2 separate regions of the Rattus norvegicus genome follow, and region 2 is linked to region 1. The links are chromatin contacts, called in public Hi-C maps. All regions are on one chromosome and are shown on one strand. Each heading gives the region's core, a stretch centred on a gene start, on an enhancer-like site or on the middle of the called end of the contact. The rest is flanking DNA. Distances are from core to core; before and after follow the strand shown. Region 1 holds the start of Fnip1 (folliculin interacting protein 1). Region 2 holds the start of Hint1 (histidine triad nucleotide binding protein 1).

Region 1 (4,927 bases), core at 1,152-3,651:
CCTGGGAAGATTCATCTCTGTGCCAGCCATAAACAGCCTCCTGTCCTTAAGAGTCTTTGGTCCTGTGTAGAAAACGTTAGTCTGCCTCTACTCACATTTATCTAACTTGTATAAAAACAAGGAAGGTCAGCAGTTTGCACATTGACTTATCACATTGACTTATCATGTTTTTTCCACCTTTAAAAAAAGTCACAAATACTTTGTTTGAAAAAAAAAATAGCCCCTTTCACTGTTCCATTGCTGTGAAGAGACGTCATGACCACGACAACTGTTCAAAGAGAAAATATTTAATTGGGGGCTTGCTTACAGTTTCCGAGGCTTAGTCCTTTATTATCATGGCTGGGATCATAGTGGTGTGCACAGCAGGCATGGTGCTAGAGGAGTAGTTGAGAGCTACATCTTTATCTGCAGGCAGAGAGAGGGGAGGATGGAGAGGGAGAGGGAGAGGGAGAGGGGGATGGTTCTTGTGTGGGCTTTTTGAAACCTCAAAGCAAACTCTAAGTGATACACTTTCTCCAACAAGGCCACACCTATTCTAACAAGGCACCCTAATCCTTTCAAACAGTTCCACTATCTGGTGACCAAGCATTCAAGAATATGAACTAGTAGGGTCCATTCTTATTCAAACCAACACACCCAGTAACTTTTGAAATGAGCAGTTTACAAAGGACCTATGATTAAAATCTAACCATTGCATTACGTTCTCAGAAAGCCCTTCCTGTGACATAATTTCATTGTTTAGCTCATTAATTGCACAACACTAATCACGATCTGAAATTACTTATCCATTTACTGTCTCTTTGCCTATAAAATTAGCTTTTCTGTTCTTGATGTTGATCCGCAGTATACAGAGCTCAAATTTGTGGAATGAGTAAATTTTTTTTTTTTTTGGCTGTTTGTTTGTTTTTTGAGACGGAGATTCACTGTGTAGCGGTGGCTGCCCTGGAACTCTGTAGACCAGGCTGGTCTCAAACTCACAGAGATCCACCCTCTTCTGCCTTTGGGATTAAAGGTGTGTGCCACCACTGCTTGACTGCTAATTCACTTTTTACATTATTGCCTTAAATGTCTTGTGTACTGGAGTGACGGAGACAGGATATAGAACTGGAGTGTCCTCCTTCCTCCCTCCTCCCTCCTCCCTCCTCCCTCCTCAGCCAACATCTTTGGAAGCTGGGAGGTAGCTCTGTGGATGAAGTACTTGGTGTGTGAGCATGAGAACCTGTGTTCCATTCCCACTTAGAGGATGGTCAAAGGAATGTAAGATTGTAATTTTAGTACTGTTGGAGAAGATGAAGTAGAAGGGGTAGCCTAGACTACTTGGTGAGCTACAGGCCAGCAAGAGAGCCTGTCTCAATAAATATATAGAAATCTTGTATCATTAGAGCTCAACATGCTGATCATAGACAGATTATTAACGATATAAAATATTCTGCTAATTTTTCTTTTTTCCACGTTAGGGCTACTTATTTATTTTTCTTAAACTCTAACTACAGATCAGTTGGTAACTTCTTAAAGACTTGTTTCCTATGTCTAATTAAGTGAAATTCTCAAATGTCTTTATCTAGCTTTCCAAGCATACACCAATATTTCCCCACATCCACACTTCTCAGAGAACTGCATTCCACTCTACTAAATCCCTTATCCTGGTAAACCGATGACAAATTTGATCTGAACACTGGTATTTTGATAAGACTGGAAGGATGTTTGTGAGCTGTATTTTCCGTTTTGAAAGAAGTCTTGCCGTTTGGTTACAATGTCACGGTTCCTCCTTTTCTCATACCTAGATATTAAGATATATAGCTTTGTTTCATGGAAGTTCTGATTCTGGTCTCCCTTAGACATTTGCTAAACTTCTTGTTTGGTGATGAGGAGCTCACTAACCGCAGTCTTTCAAATTCTAAATACTTAGCATAAACTGTTAGATATTTTTAGGTGGATGCCTTTTTTTTTTTTTTCTTTCTTTTTTTTTTTTTTTTTTTTTTACGGCTGCTTGCCTCCCTTGGTTTTGCTTGTAATTTTGTTGGTTACCAAGGAGATCGAGCCTGAGCCTCCAGTCGCTAGATCCTCCTAGAGACTAAAAGCGGGTGTCAATGCAAACCGCGCCTCAAGTCGCAGACCCAGGTCTCCTCCTAGAGCCCTAGCAGCTTGGGAGGGCCAGAGGCGGGCCGGGGTACTGGAGGATCTCTTCTGCCACCCAGCCGAGCGCGCCCTCGCGCGCCCCGCCCCGTGAGAGGCCGCGTGACTGACCCATGGGCCAGCCAATGGCAGGAGGCCCCGCCTCTCCACCCCCAGCCCGCCCCCCGCTCAGTTTGCTGCCACGTGATGCGGCTCGTCGCCAGCCAATCCGGGCGACCTCAATCTCGCGCTCCGCCCCGCGCGCCGTGGCCGTTTGAAGTGACTAATTTCTGTCATATGACTGAGGCGCCCATGGGGGTGGCGGGGCGGCGGTAGGAGCGGGGGGCCTCCGGCGAGCTCCCAGCCGAGCGACCCCCGGTCTGGAGGCGGCCAGCATGGCCCCCACCTTGTTCCAGAAGCTTTTCAGCAAGCGGAGCGGGTTAGGCGCGTCGGGACGAGACGCCCGCGACCCGGACTGCGCGTTCAGGTAAGGCGTCGCGGGGCCCCGAGGGTCGCGGCCTCGGGCGGGGCGTAGGGTCCCCTGCCCACTTCGCTCGGTTGTTTACGCCCCGCCCGCGCCACGCGCCGCGTCCCCCGCCCCAGCACCGCGGCCTCCGGAGGCTGGCGGTCCGCACGCTGCTCCGGCTGCGACCTCACCGCAGGCCTCCGGGCCGGGCTGGGAGTTGCTGTCTCCCTGTGATCGGCAGCGGTCGGATGGCTTTGTGCAGACTGCCCCGCGTTCGGCCAACCTGCGGAGCACTGAGGAGGCTGGAGGAGCGAGTGGGCAGGCTGCCGGTCTGTCAGGCTTCTTGGAAACTAAAATTGGAGCTGTGCAGTTATCGTGCCGAGCGACCTTAGTGTTATCGAAGGAGAAATGCGAAACCGAAGTGGTTAGGGTTACTACTGGCCGGATTCAAGGAGGACTTGGGTTAGAACTTGCTGTCGAATTTTCTTTCCCTTCTTACACCTGTTACTGAAAAGGAGTTTCTTGCAAATGGAGAACGGTAGCGTGTGTGTGTGTGTGTGTGTGTGTGTGTGTGTGTGTGTGTGTGGTGTTGTTGTTGTTGCTGCTGCAGGCTTTGTTTCTTTCTGATTGCAGAACCTGTTGCTGGTACAGTAACTTCTTAGAATTGTCAGATATGTAGAAGCTTGGACTCAACGGTTAAATTCAGCCGTGAAATTGTATTTGAAGAAGATATTGTTGTGTCTTCCAAAATGCGCTGTGGAAACTTGCACACGTAACTAGGCCAAATGTCACATATCATACAAACTTGGCTGTATAGCAGAGAACTCAGTTGTACAGTAATAGTAAAAGGGAAACTGTCAAAATTTGCACCAAGCCCAAGTATAAGATGATTGCACTACATAGGTCTTACGGGTTTTAATATTCTTCAAATTATCCACCCTGTCAATAATACAGATCACATCAGGAAACAATGCGTGGGATTGAATATTAAATGGCAAGTAATTTAACTGATATTTAAAGGGAGAAAAAGGTCAGTTACTGTTTTGGAAACACAATAAAAGAATTTTCATGGTATTGGCTTTTCTTCATAATGGGAAGTAAATGTCTTGTGCTGTAGTCATCTGACATTTGTTTTTCCTTTGAAAAACGAAAGTGCAGATAACACCAGATAATACACCAAGACACCTAGGAAATCGAGAGACCCAGGAAGCAGCCTCTGGAGAGAGATTTAAAAGATAACATTTAAATAGACAACTTTCTATTTCTGTGCAAAGACTGACTTTGGGTAATAAGATTACAAGAGTCTCAATTTTTTAATGTGAACAAAATCTACTTTTTGATTAAGTGTTCTATATGGTTGTGTAATACTTTACTGCTGCCAAAGAACTTTCCCATTGGTTATCTCGTTGCACAGTAACCTCATGAGACAGAGCAAGTAGCAATGTAGAGATGATTTTATAATCCTTTTTCCAGTATGGAAGCCCAATACCTGCAGTTGATCATGAGAGCTTGCTATGAAAACAAGATGTGTACAAGTGTAATGTGAGAAAAGGAATTCTGGATCACATACCTAGTGACTTGAGATCTAATTAATCCAGCTTTTAAAAAGCTTCCTTGATCTATAATTAGAATACAATAAAAATGAGTATACGTGAGGTTACAGTCCCCTGAGTGCCGTCACATGTACACAGTTTATACACACCACTCCACTGAACCTTCACAGCCATTCATTCTGTCAACCGAGAGTTTCACTTGTGCTCACTCCTTTTCCTCAGTCCTTAACCCCCTTTCACCCAAGTAAAATTTGGTCTGCTTTCTTTCATTATATTTTGGCTTTTTGAACATTTCATATAAATGTGATTATAACTTTCATAGCCATGTCTGGCTTCTTTTTACCTACAATAATGTTTTTTCAGATGTACATATGACATTCCCTTTTTAGTAGTTCCATTCATCCTTTAAGTAGGTGATTTATTGTATGGATATGGCACATATCCCCCCCCCCCCAACACCCCCTGCATGTGCTGAATTTGATGTTGAGAATCCTCTTGGATTGACCTTTCCTCTTATTAAGACAGAGTCCCATAGTCAAACCCAGAGCTTCCTACGTTTCTGATCTTGGTAGTCAGCTTGCTCTGGCAACCATTTTGCTCTGCCTTAATGTAACTGGACTAACAGGTGACAGAGAATGCCCACCTGCCATTTCTGTGGGTTTCTGGGGATCTGAACTCCCAGTCCTCACACTTGCAGGGCAAGTACTTTAACCATTTGGTCATCTGTCCAGCCTCATAGTTTGTTTATTCACTCATCAGATAGAGGATATTTGAACAATTCTGCTGTGAATAT
Region 2 (4,952 bases), core at 1,531-4,030, 420 kb after region 1:
ATAACCTATTTTCTGTCTAATGAATGTCTATGAAAAAAGAGTTCATAACAATCTAAAGATAAAAGAATGTGCCCTGTGGTGGTGGTGGTGGAGTGTGCCTTTAGTCCCAGCATTCAGGAGGCAGAGGCAGTTGGATCTCTGAGTTTGGGGCCAGCCTGGTCTATGGGGTGAGTTCCAGGACAGCTAGGGCTACACACACACACAAGTCTTGAAAAACCAAAATAATAAATAAAGTTGTTAAAAGAGTAAGTTACAGATATAATATTCTTTTGCCTCTAAGTACATAAATGGGTTTTTCCTACATTGCACCACTGATCCTCAAAGCATAGTACTAGGGCCAAAAGTATCATCTGGAATGTACTAGAAACCTAATTCAGAGGATCCTAAGCCCAGGCCAACTGATATTCATGACCTTTCTTTTTTTTTTTTTTTTGGTTCTTTTTTTTTTTTTTTTTCCGGAGCTGGGGACCGAACCCAGGGCCTTGCGCTTCCTAGGTAAGCGCTCTACCACTGAGCTAAATCCCCAGCCCCTTCATGCCTTTTTTTTTTTTGTTTTTTTTTGTTTTTGTTTTTTTTGTTTTGTTTTTTGTTTTTTGTTTTTTTTGTTTTTTTGTTCATGACCTTTCTATAGTTATGAAAATAAATGAACATGACTTTAAAACTAATGTCTTATGTATAGATATTATTTACCAGTGATCGCAAGGTACCAGTAATGCCTCTGATAGCAAAGAATGGAACACTATGATTTCCAGGAACCACTGCCAATAGTTTTGTCAACTCAGGAGTTTACAGACATCCTTGGCTACATAGCAAGTTGGAGGCCAGCCTGGGCTACATGAGACGTTGTCTCAATAAGGGTAATAAAATTTTGTTGAGACAAAGTATTCAAATATCATCATATAGGGCAATTCAAAGGAAACAATCGTATAATTAATTAATTTATTCATTTTTTTTTCGGAGCTGGGGATCGAACCCAGGGCCTTGCACTTCCTAGGCAAGCGCTCTACCACTGAGCTAAATCCGCAACCCCAATTTATTCATTTATTATAAGACAGGATTTCCTGGAACTTGCTCTTTAGACCAGCCTGGCCTTGAACTCAGAGATTTGTCTGCCTCTGCCTTAGAGTGCTGGGATTGAAGCCGTGTACCACTGTCATCTGGCTTAAGTTTTCCCTTTTTACATATATATATATATATATATATATATATATATATATATATATATTTTTTTTTTTTTTTTTGGTTCTTTCTTTTTCGGAGCTGGGGACCGAACCCAGGGCCTTGCGCTTCCTAGGCAAGCGCTCTACCACTGAGCTAAATCCCCAACCCCTTACTTATATTTTTTAAATTATGTGTGTATATATGTGTATCTGTGCGATCTATGTGCGCCCAGTCCACAAGTGATTGAAGGCATCCTGCTAGGCCAGAGGCATCAGATTTCGCCCCCAGAGCTGCAGTTACAGGCAGCTGTGATGTTTTTGCTGGCCTCTGAGAGAACAGTTTGTGTCTTGATCACCAAACCATCTCTCTAAGTCCCTAAGGTCACTATGGCCACTTGGAGATTGTCAGATAAGAGAGCCAGGAACAGAATCCAATGAGATGTGGAACGGGGGGGGGGGGGGGGGGGGCTCCATGTGCAGAAGAAACCATCCAGAGGGCAGTGGGATGGGATGTTGAAAGAAGCTAACGGTAACAACAGTGGCGACCCACGTCCACAGATCTATATGACAACTGGGATTGTCTACAGAACGTTGTGAATGGAGGTCCTGCCTAATCCCGACGAGGAAGAAATGACCCAAAGAACCAACGATGACAAAGTGCACACGATATTCAGAAAACACTTTTTAAGAGGACCGAGGGGACAGAGAGGAGGAAGGGTGGAGGCGGGGCCAAGAAAGACTTTGTTTCTTCTTCGAAACTGATTCCAGCCAGGAAGATGGCCCTAGGGGCTTACAAACAACTCCTGCCTAGGTCTCATCTCTCCAGACTTGGACTTAATTAATGTGGGGTGTGGTCAGAGATGTTTAAAGAGTTCCCAAGTGGTTTTTAGTACGTAGTTAAGATTGAGAATCGCTGCCACACAAAGCGAGAAACAAAGCAAAGAACACCTGATGTAAGGCTTCATATGGCTCTTAGCCAAGACCTCAAACAACTGAGGGTTTAAATGATCAGGGTTAAGAGCACTTGTAGCTCTTGCAGAGGACCAGGTTTCAGTTCTATCCACCCACATGGCTCACAACCATCTGTAACTCTAGTTCCAGGGGATCCGAGGCATTAGATATAATGCACTCTTACGCATGCTGGCAAAATACTCACACACACATATACATATATAAAATAAAAATCTTAAAAAAAAAAAAAGGCTACGGTATCACAAGCCAGCAAATGTGATCAGCACAACTTGAAACAGAAAACAGACTGCTCTGGAACAGGGTCTCAGGTAACCCAGGCTGGCCTCAAACAATGTTGAGGATGAACTGAATTTCCATCCTCCTGCCTCCATTTCTCAAACTCTAGGACTACAGACGTGCAGCACCAGATCCGGTTTATGAGGCGGTAGAGTTCAAATCTAGAACTCCGTATACGCTTGGCAAGCACTGGGCCAAACCTAGCCTCCTCCCAGAACTAGCAAATCAAAATTTCTTATAGAGGTGCAGAGGCAAAGAACCGGCGCTTCCTCCGCCCATTTCATTCCTTCGCTCCCAGCGGCTGCGGCGCCGACGCCGGCGCCAGAGCGCATGCGCAGACCGACCGGGCGCGAGCCGGCAGTCCCCGCGCGCTCTCGCGGTTCCTCTCCCCACCGTGGCCGCGGCGCGGGAAGGACAGCGACCGGCCGCGATGGCTGACGAGATTGCCAAGGCTCAAGTGGCCCAGCCCGGTGGCGACACGATCTTCGGCAAGATCATCCGCAAAGAAATCCCGGCCAAGATCATTTTCGAGGACGATCGGGTAGGCTTGCCGCCCGGCGACACGCCGGCGTTCCCTGAGGAGCCGCGGGCCTGAGACGACGCGCGGCCTGGCTGGCCTGGCCCTGCGCCCGCGTGGCCCTGCGGCGCGTGCCTGCGCTCGGGTTACGCGTTATCGGCCGCTCGGCCCGCCGCGTGTCGCGGCCCTGGTGAGGTGATGCGGGCCGAGGCCCTGGGAGGTGACGCCCGCCCCGGTCCCCTGTGAAGTGCAGACCCATGGGTGACGCCCACGGGGGCCGGCGACCGCCACCCACCACGCGGGTGTCAATCTGGCCGTCGAGAAACCGGATCCTGCCCCCGGCGCAATCTCTGCGATCTCCCGCGCGCAGCGGTCCGGGCACTGCTAGGTCCTTCTGCTCCCTGTTCCGGCCGCAGACGTTGCCTCTGGGGACTGGCCTTACCCCTTCAAGCTTTTAAAAATATATATATATATATATATTGCTTTAAGGATTTTCTGGTTTGTTGTTTTAATAGATCGGCTTCACCATTCTAGGCTGATCATAAACTCGCTGAGTAACTAACTGGGGCTGACCTTGAACCCTGCTATGCTAGGATTGCAGGTGGTCCACGCCCTGCTGATCGAAGAAAACATTTATGATGCAAGATCAAAAGTTGTCTTTTTTCCCTCCTCCTTGATAGATTAAATCGCAGTCGATATTGAAGACCAATTTTGTAAATTATTTCCTAGGCAGTGATATGGCTTTCAGTCTCACATAAAGCAGGGTGGTAACTTGGCTAGACTAGAAAGTTTTGTGCTGGTTTGTTCAGTCCGCTTAAGAAATTTGAAATATGGGGTTGGGGATTTAGCTCAGTGGTAGAGCGCTTGCCTAGCAAGCCCGGCTCCCAAAAAAGAAAAAAAGAACCAAAAAAAAAAAAAAAAGAAAAGAAAAGAAATTTGAAATATAAGAAAGCATTAATGCTACTGGTAATATTCACATAGACCTGAAATAGTACTCCAAACTTCATTTGGTTCCTTGAGGTGAGTTTTATTTAAATTGCTATATGTGTCACTAATTGGGGAAGTTCTTTTGTCTTAGAAAGAGCCCCATTTCATTGGAAAGGTTTACAAGTCTTGTAGCATGCATGCCCTGTAGTCCCAACCCTACCATCCAGAAGACTGAGCAGGGAGTTACAGACCAGCCTATATTATGGAATAAGTTGCTTACTCAAAAACAAAGCAAAACAAAACGGGGTGGGGGAGGGGAGAACACAAAACACTTGCAGAGAGAGAGAGAAGCATTCTAAATGACACAGCATCTTATACAGTGTATCAAGTAAAATTACTCCTTAGCCAAATGAGTATGGCTGGATCCTGTTAGGAAGAGAGCAAGAGAGCATGAGATATAAAACATCAGTACCAGCAGTGCCTGCACAGTAAAACAAAACAAACCATGAAATTGCACAATCAGGACTTCGATCTGGAAAAGGTGGGAGGGGGAAGGGAGCCAAGTTTGTTTCCATAATTAAAAGGATGGAAGCTTGGAAGCTGAGGACAGTGGCTAAGAGTGCTTCCTGTGAAAGCTTGAGGACCTGAGTTCAAATCCCCAGCACCCATATGTAAGCTGGGCTTAGCTGCCTGTGCCTGTGACTCTAGCAGCTTGATGGCAAAGTGTGGGAGCCTGCTGGCAGCTAGCTGGCCAGTCAGCCTAGTCAAAACAGTACATTCAATGAGAGACCCTCATCTAGGCATTAAGGTCCAGAGTAATACAGGACGGTTGCGGCCATAGGTGGCACATACACAAAAAGTGAAAGAAACTATTAACATGGCAGGAATTTGTAGATTTTTCAAGTTGAGGAATATATAGCCTTTAAACAAAAGTTGAGGTTAAAGGTGGGCTGGAGAGATGACTCAGCCGTTAAGACCTGGGTTTGATACCTGGTACCCACATTAGGTGGCTCAGGACTGACTGTCTTATGCAGTTCAGGGGATCCAGCATCCTCTTCTGGCCCCCATGGGCACTCAGTATGAACATGGTGCACATCCAT

Evidence for each region. A called contact is a pair of places that touch in the nucleus more often than the background predicts.
Region 2: a contact with region 1 is called in a Hi-C map of frontal cortex, with 1.8 times the contacts expected there. The contact joins the promoter of Hint1 here to the promoter of Fnip1 in region 1. A contact is called at or near these places in 3 of 12 Hi-C or Micro-C datasets (Schwann cells, frontal cortex and psoas muscle).

What each region holds. Positions count from the first base shown.
Region 1 is chr10:39,066,063-39,070,989 of GRCr8, forward strand. Fnip1 (folliculin interacting protein 1) reads left to right here and starts at 2,402. Exons shown (of 18, transcript NM_001271163.2): 1 at 2,402-2,602. The coding sequence starts at 2,511.
Region 2 is chr10:39,487,445-39,492,396 of GRCr8, forward strand. Hint1 (histidine triad nucleotide binding protein 1) reads left to right here and starts at 2,781. Exons shown (of 3, transcript NM_001109607.1): 1 at 2,781-2,949. The coding sequence starts at 2,839.